Regions from separate parts of the Mus musculus genome. Here region 1 is linked to region 2. The links are chromatin contacts, called in public promoter capture Hi-C maps. All regions are on one chromosome and are shown on one strand. The core of a region is the stretch at or near the end of the contact, and the rest is flanking DNA. Distances in the headings are between cores, read along the strand shown.

Region 1 (2,767 bases), core at 140-2,639, 350 kb before region 2:
GTCAGGGCAGCTCTCTGTGCTGGGGGTCTTCACAAATGCACAGAACTAAGCTTTTCCTAGAGAGCTGCTGCACATCAAGGTAACAACTTCACCTTAGGCCTGGCCACTGTCTTGCTATTCGTGAGCATCCATATTATTTTTAACATTCCTGTTAGTAGCTACCGTGGTTTGGTTTGAGTGAAGAACCTGTTGAGAAGGTGTGTAGAATTGTGTGTGAGAGCTTTTCTAGAAAAGTCTACCAGATTCTCAGACATCTTATTTAAGAAGAGTTAAACAAAGTGCTGGTCTGTATACCGGGCACTGTCTATGGGGATCCAAGGAGCTCTGGCCCTGGCCAGAGCAGCCAAAGAGTTGCAGCTCTCTGAGAGGAAGCCAGAGCAAGGCAGGCTGCAGGGCCTCTTCCACAGCTGCTGCTGTGAAGTTGATGGCAGTCAGGTGTCGTGTCAGGATGCAGTAGGCAACTAGGGGCAAAGGTTGGAGCTACGGAGGAGGAAGTGGCTGCCGTAGGCTCCAGCACTCTGCTGGTTGGGTCAGGTTAAGATCCAGATGAAAGATTCAAGAGAGAACCCTCTTCCCTGGAGTGTTACAGCTCGATCGGTAAGACAGGCACTCAGACAATCTTTGGTGAAATAACTTGTGCACCTTATTCCTTGAGGATAGGGCCTTATAAACGTGTTGGGGTGGGGTGGGATCTAGAGGCAGATGCTTTCTATTGCCTTGGTCTGAGATGTCAGGGATGCCTTATCTGCATGGGGAAGGACTGCAGGTGTTGTCCCTAAGAGACTGATTGTAACAGTCCTCTCCGTGGGGTGTCATGGTCACATGTTTCAGAACAGGAACCTGGTTGAGGGTAGATTTAATGCCTACCGTTCTCAATTATGAAAATTGCTGGAGCTCCTGAATCCACTTGACCTTACCAGATTTCCTGTCTAGTGGCACGGTCCCCTGCCCCACACTGCTGCTCTGAACAGTGGCTATCTGAATTTCTTTCTGGCATCCTAAAATATCAGCCCTCTCCTCAAGCCTGTTACTCAAAGCACCTGTAGGCAGGAGGGATGGGGCGGCATCTGGGTAGCTAAGAACAGGTGATACCCCACCGGAAGGCCCTGGACTGTCCCTGCTGTTGCCCTCAGGAGCCCCTGAAGCTCCAGTGTGATCTAACACCCTCCCTGCACAGAGCTAGGAGTGGCCATGGTCCTGGCTGCCCTCCTGCCCTTACTTCTCACCACAGTGTCGGGCTGAGGGGAGGCCTGTTCCCCAGCTGTACCTGGGGAGTTAAGTATCAGGAGCCACAGCAGTGAGACTCATTTGCTTGCGGGTCTGGACAGGAAGTCTGCCTGGCTTTGTGTTGCCCACAGTGCAGGCAGCACTTTGTGAATCAGAACTGGAGGCATTGTTCTCTGATTACCACCAAGGAATGCTTTTCCTGAATGGTTCCTGTGGGTGTGAGTAGCTCTGAAGGAAGAATTCCCTGAGACATTTCAGACAGTAGCTATTTATGTTCTACTCTTTTGGTCAGACATCACTGACTACCTGCTGTGTGCAGGTAGAACTCGCTGTCTATCAGGGAAGGCAAGTCTGTGGAAAGACATTATTTAAGCCATAGAGAGTAAGCGAGCCCATCATAGGGATCCCAGAGGGGCACAATTAATTCTGCAAGTGCACTTGTGGGGGTGGCCTCCCTCACTAATAGGAGGCCACCGAAGCTGTGTGTTAAAGGGAGGATGTGGCTTCTGCAGTCTCCTGTGAGCCTTCCCATTATGGAGGCATGCATTTTTACCTTGTTATTAGTATGCACATAATATTTTGTGCTGCTGCCTTTCTGCTTAGCATTCCACTGCTCATTTCCACTTAGCAACTAGGCCAAAGTATTTATCATTTTTAAAAGCTACATAGCATTCTTGCCTTGTTGATGTACCCTCATTGCATAGCTGTCCTCTCATTTGTTGGGAAGAGCAGTTTTTCTCAATGATGCATGCTTGCAGTTGGCGCTTCTTCTCCCCGCTTCCTTCCTTCCTTCCTCAGGCATCTATGGCCAGGCTAAAGTTATGAATGGCCTTATGCTTTCTCCTTGGCTTTTTTCTTTTTCTTATGGAAAGTTCCAAACACACAAAAAAGGGAAATGATGATTATAACGATCCCCACGTATTACTCATTGAGCCTCAATAATAATCAGTCCATGGTTATTACCACACCAAAAATAAATTAGTCGTGACTCTTCATTTTCTATGGTATTAAAAATGGAAGCAGGGTCCTCATCTCCACTAAGCTGTAGCTCCAGTCTATTGTAATTGATTCCTAAGTGGGAATACCTGGTCATCCAAATGAAAGCTGACGGTTTCCCAGTGCTGCTTTGGTCACTTTCATGAAGCCAAATTGCTTTTTGTTCCAGTGTATTCTCCAGAGAAGTTTTGCTTGACCTGTCAGTTAGTGATTGGGAATGTTTTTATCAAGAAAGGATCTGCCTGCCTACAGGGCCTGGCCTCCAAAGGAGTGGAAGGGAGGGGGAGGAGGAGGACTGGTACCGTTCTTCACTTCCATGGGAAACTCGGCTGTATCACCCTTCTCACATACGTGAACTGTCAGTGTGTGGGGGTGACACGGTGTCAGGCTCTCCCCATGAGCCCACCCTGTTAAAGCAAACATCGTCATGCTGTCATTTCCAGCACCGAGAAAGAAAAGCTACATGGCATTAACTTTCTTTTTCTACAGTAAAATCTCCTAAGCTAGGAAGATGCTCACTCCCCACTGCATTTGGTCATTCTGT
Region 2 (3,114 bases), core at 581-3,080:
CTGATTAATGCCAGATCATATATTCAGTAACTGTCTAATGCTTATAATGTAACCAAAACCTTCCTTTGCCTAATGACAAAGTAGTTGTGGTAATGTTGCAGCAGAATGCGCCACTCACAAGAGTGTGAAAAAAAAAAAAGTATACTGCCTGATGGATAAAAAGTATTACCTATACAATTACAGGTAGTTCTTAATGCTTGATAATGATAATAAATAATGATGTCACTAGTTTATGGATGTATTATACTGTAGCGCTTCGCCTTGTTGCCTAGAGACAGGGTCTCATATTAAATAGGAAGTTAACAGTGTCAGCCAGGCAGCCTGGCCAGAGCTCTTGAGATCTGTCTGTAGCGCTGGGACGCTGGGGCTCCAGGCACGAGCAGCCATGACTGGCTTTTTATGTGGACGCTGAGGATTGGAACTCAGATCCTTGTGCCGTTTGTACCGCGAGTGCTCTTACCCACCAACCTGTCCAACTCCCAGTGTTGCTAAGAATCCTGACTGCACAAAGAGGCACCAGGCAGTAACTGTTCCGCGTCACCTAAGTTTATCAAAGCACACTTGAGAATGCTTGCACCAAAAAGTGTACCTCTTGGAAATGACCCAAGCGTATATGGAGTGAGCAAAAACATAGGCCATCATGGAGACTGGAGACTTTGGGCCTAAAAGACCATACATCCTTGTATATTCTATTAGAATTATTAGAATAAAGTTAATAGTGGGACACAATCATTCAGAGCAACTTCTGTGTCTTCGTTTCAAATGTTTCCTAGCATCACTTCTCCCCTCTCCACTTGTTTGTTTGGAGACAGGGTTTCTCTGGATAGCCCTGGCTGTCCTGGAACTCACTCTGTAAACCAGGCTGGCCTCGAACTCAGAAATCCGCCTGCCTCTGCCTCCCAAGTGCTGGGATTAAAGGTGTGCGCCATCTCTCCACTTTTAAGAATGTTTGTTTGTTTTTCTTTGCTTGTAACCGTTAAGCCCTGTAAGGGTAAATGGCTGCTCCTTTCTTTACGGTGTACAACCCTAGTACCTAACAGAGCCCACACAGGTAAGATGCCTCGCATTGAAATGGGTACTAAACTGTGTACACGGTGAGAATCTCGAGTCTGAACGTCTGAGGTCCACCAAAATTCGAACACTTTTCGGGGCTCATATAATGCCACAAGTGAGAAATTCCGCTCTGGGCTTCATGCGAACAGTCAAAACGCAGGCGAATTAAAACAACTGTATAAAATTGCCTTCGGGCTATGTGTAAGGACTTAAGACCCATCCCCAAGTCACTGCAGGATCTGGGATGGGACACTGCAGAACCTATCTATGCATTTGATCAGTACGTGGGCTTCACCCGGGAGTAAAGTGTAACTCTTAAGGCGCCTGACAACGTGGGCCCTCTGGGAAAATGGGGCGTGGTCCAGAGCCCACGGGCTTTGGCAGCTCGGAACCAGGGACACTAGAGTCGCAAAAAGTGGTGTCTTAACCTTTCCTAGACCCTTACCATTTGATGACATTGTGAACCAACGGCAAAAAGGAGTAATTCTCCTCCTTCGCGCCAGCGGGGGACTGAGGCCGCGGAGCCGCCGGCGGCGGGAGCGCAGCGACCGGCAGAGGCTGAGGCGGTGGTGGCGGCTTGGACTCCGGCAGCAGCTCGGGCGGTGGCTGTAGCGTATCTTCGGCCTGTCTCCCACCCGCCACCCCAGAGGAAGCCATAGCACCAGGAGTCCAGCAGCTGCCGAGGGGCGCTGGGTGCTTGCGTCACAACTGCGCGCCCGGGGAGGCCGGGCGGGAAAAAACTCTGAGTCTGCGCCCTGGGCGTAGGCGGGCGGGCGTTGCTAGGCGACGGGTGTCGGGAAAGCTAAATTGAGTAGTCAGGATTAGGGAATCTACTCCAGTCATCTTTCTAGTTCACATGACAGAGAGAGGTCAAAACACCAACGAGGACCCCCGGGACTGGCAGGAAGAACGGATGACGCTGGTGAGCACCGTGTGAAACTGAGGCTCTGCGGCAGCGAGCATCCAGATGACAAGGACTTACACGTCTTTGTGTCATGCTAGCCTCCAGGAGGGCCCCAGACTGGCGACAGCAAAACAGGCCATACAAACTAGTTCCACACGGCTGCCAAGGGGAAAACTAATCGTTCTTCAAGCATTTGGTATGCATCTAGCAGGTGCCAGACTACATACGTATATAAGACTAAGATCTTGGACCAAATAGGAGAACTTTACGATAGGCTTGTATTTATTCATTTCAAGCAAATGGGCTCCATTAAAAATTTTCTGGACAAGGGTAGCAGTAATTCTGATTCTGACTAACAAAAATCAGGGATTAGGGAAGCTGTCAACTGGGAGAGGACATCTGTCTTTGATGACAGGAACCATGTCAGTAAAGAGAGGCCAGGAGCCCACATCTCAGAAACAAAAAGAAGCAGGAACGTGGAACTTCACAATGGTGTTTTCAGGTTTTTTAGCTACAGGTCTCAGAATTGTTTTCTTCAGAGCTGCAGATAGTTCTCTAAACAGAGGCACTGTCAGGAAAAGAATAATCTCAGTGTTGCTCAAAAGAAGACAGAAACAAAGTGAAACAAGGTGATTTATTTATTTCTTGAAAATGAGTGCACCAGAACTCAAGATAAGATAGCAGAAACACTCAACAAAATGGCCACTTTCTTCCATCTCAGGCTTAGGTGCATTTCATCCCATTAGTGGGAACACAACTTCTCAATATGACTCAATGGGCTAATCACCCAAAGGGAAAGGTGGGTGGGGGGAGTGGAGTTAGGGAATACAGGCCCCTGTGGAACTAAGTGTCTGATTAGAAGAACATTTCTCACTGCAGGAAACTGTAGGATTTCCTTCTAACCCAGGACCTCTCCACCTTAGGGGAAGGGCCATGATTCCTGAGGAAGAAGGGAGAAGAGAATGGTCTAAGATGGAACCAGGTGTGCCAGAAAAGACTTGAAGACACCTCTGGAGACATCTGGGAGAATGCATGGTAAAACGGCAGTGTTAGCAAACAGTAGCTATCACTACTACTGTGGAATGAAAGTGACGAGAAACCATTAAAACCCTCATTTAATCCACCGAGAAACTCTGGAAGGTATATCTTAGTTTTCC

What was found. Promoter capture Hi-C pulls out the DNA fragments that hold promoters and counts their contacts.
Region 1: a promoter capture Hi-C map of liver shows a contact between it and region 2, with 2.7 times the contacts expected there. The contact joins the enhancer-like site here to the promoter of Med9os in region 2. A contact is called at or near these places in 6 of 39 promoter capture datasets (the HPC-7 cell line, cranial neural crest, embryonic stem cells and 3 more), 3 of 484 Hi-C or Micro-C datasets (cerebellar granule neurons, cortical neurons and nephron progenitors), 2 of 115 datasets of contacts at active chromatin or transcription factors (astrocytes and large pre-B cells) and 2 of 9 other capture datasets (liver and macrophages).

Annotation. Positions count from the first base shown.
Region 1 is chr11:60,300,568-60,303,334 of GRCm38.p6, reverse strand. All of the region lies in intron 1 of Tom1l2 (target of myb1-like 2 (chicken)), which reads left to right. Among named protein-coding and RNA genes, the nearest start is that of Gm38501, 43 kb to the right of the region's middle. Within about 2 kb of position 1,389, at least 131 of the 459 cell types and tissues checked have an H3K27ac peak or open chromatin away from gene starts, as enhancers often do. A contact at or near this core is called in the HPC-7 cell line, astrocytes, embryonic stem cells and 1 more, where this site is marked.
Region 2 is chr11:59,946,863-59,949,976 of GRCm38.p6, reverse strand. It overlaps Med9os (mediator complex subunit 9, opposite strand), which reads left to right and starts at 1,830. Exons shown (of 2, transcript NR_045273.1): 1 at 1,830-2,153; 2 at 2,881-3,085. It overlaps Med9 (mediator complex subunit 9), which reads right to left and starts at 1,763. Exons shown (of 2, transcript NM_138675.3): 1 at 1,499-1,763. The coding sequence starts at 1,710.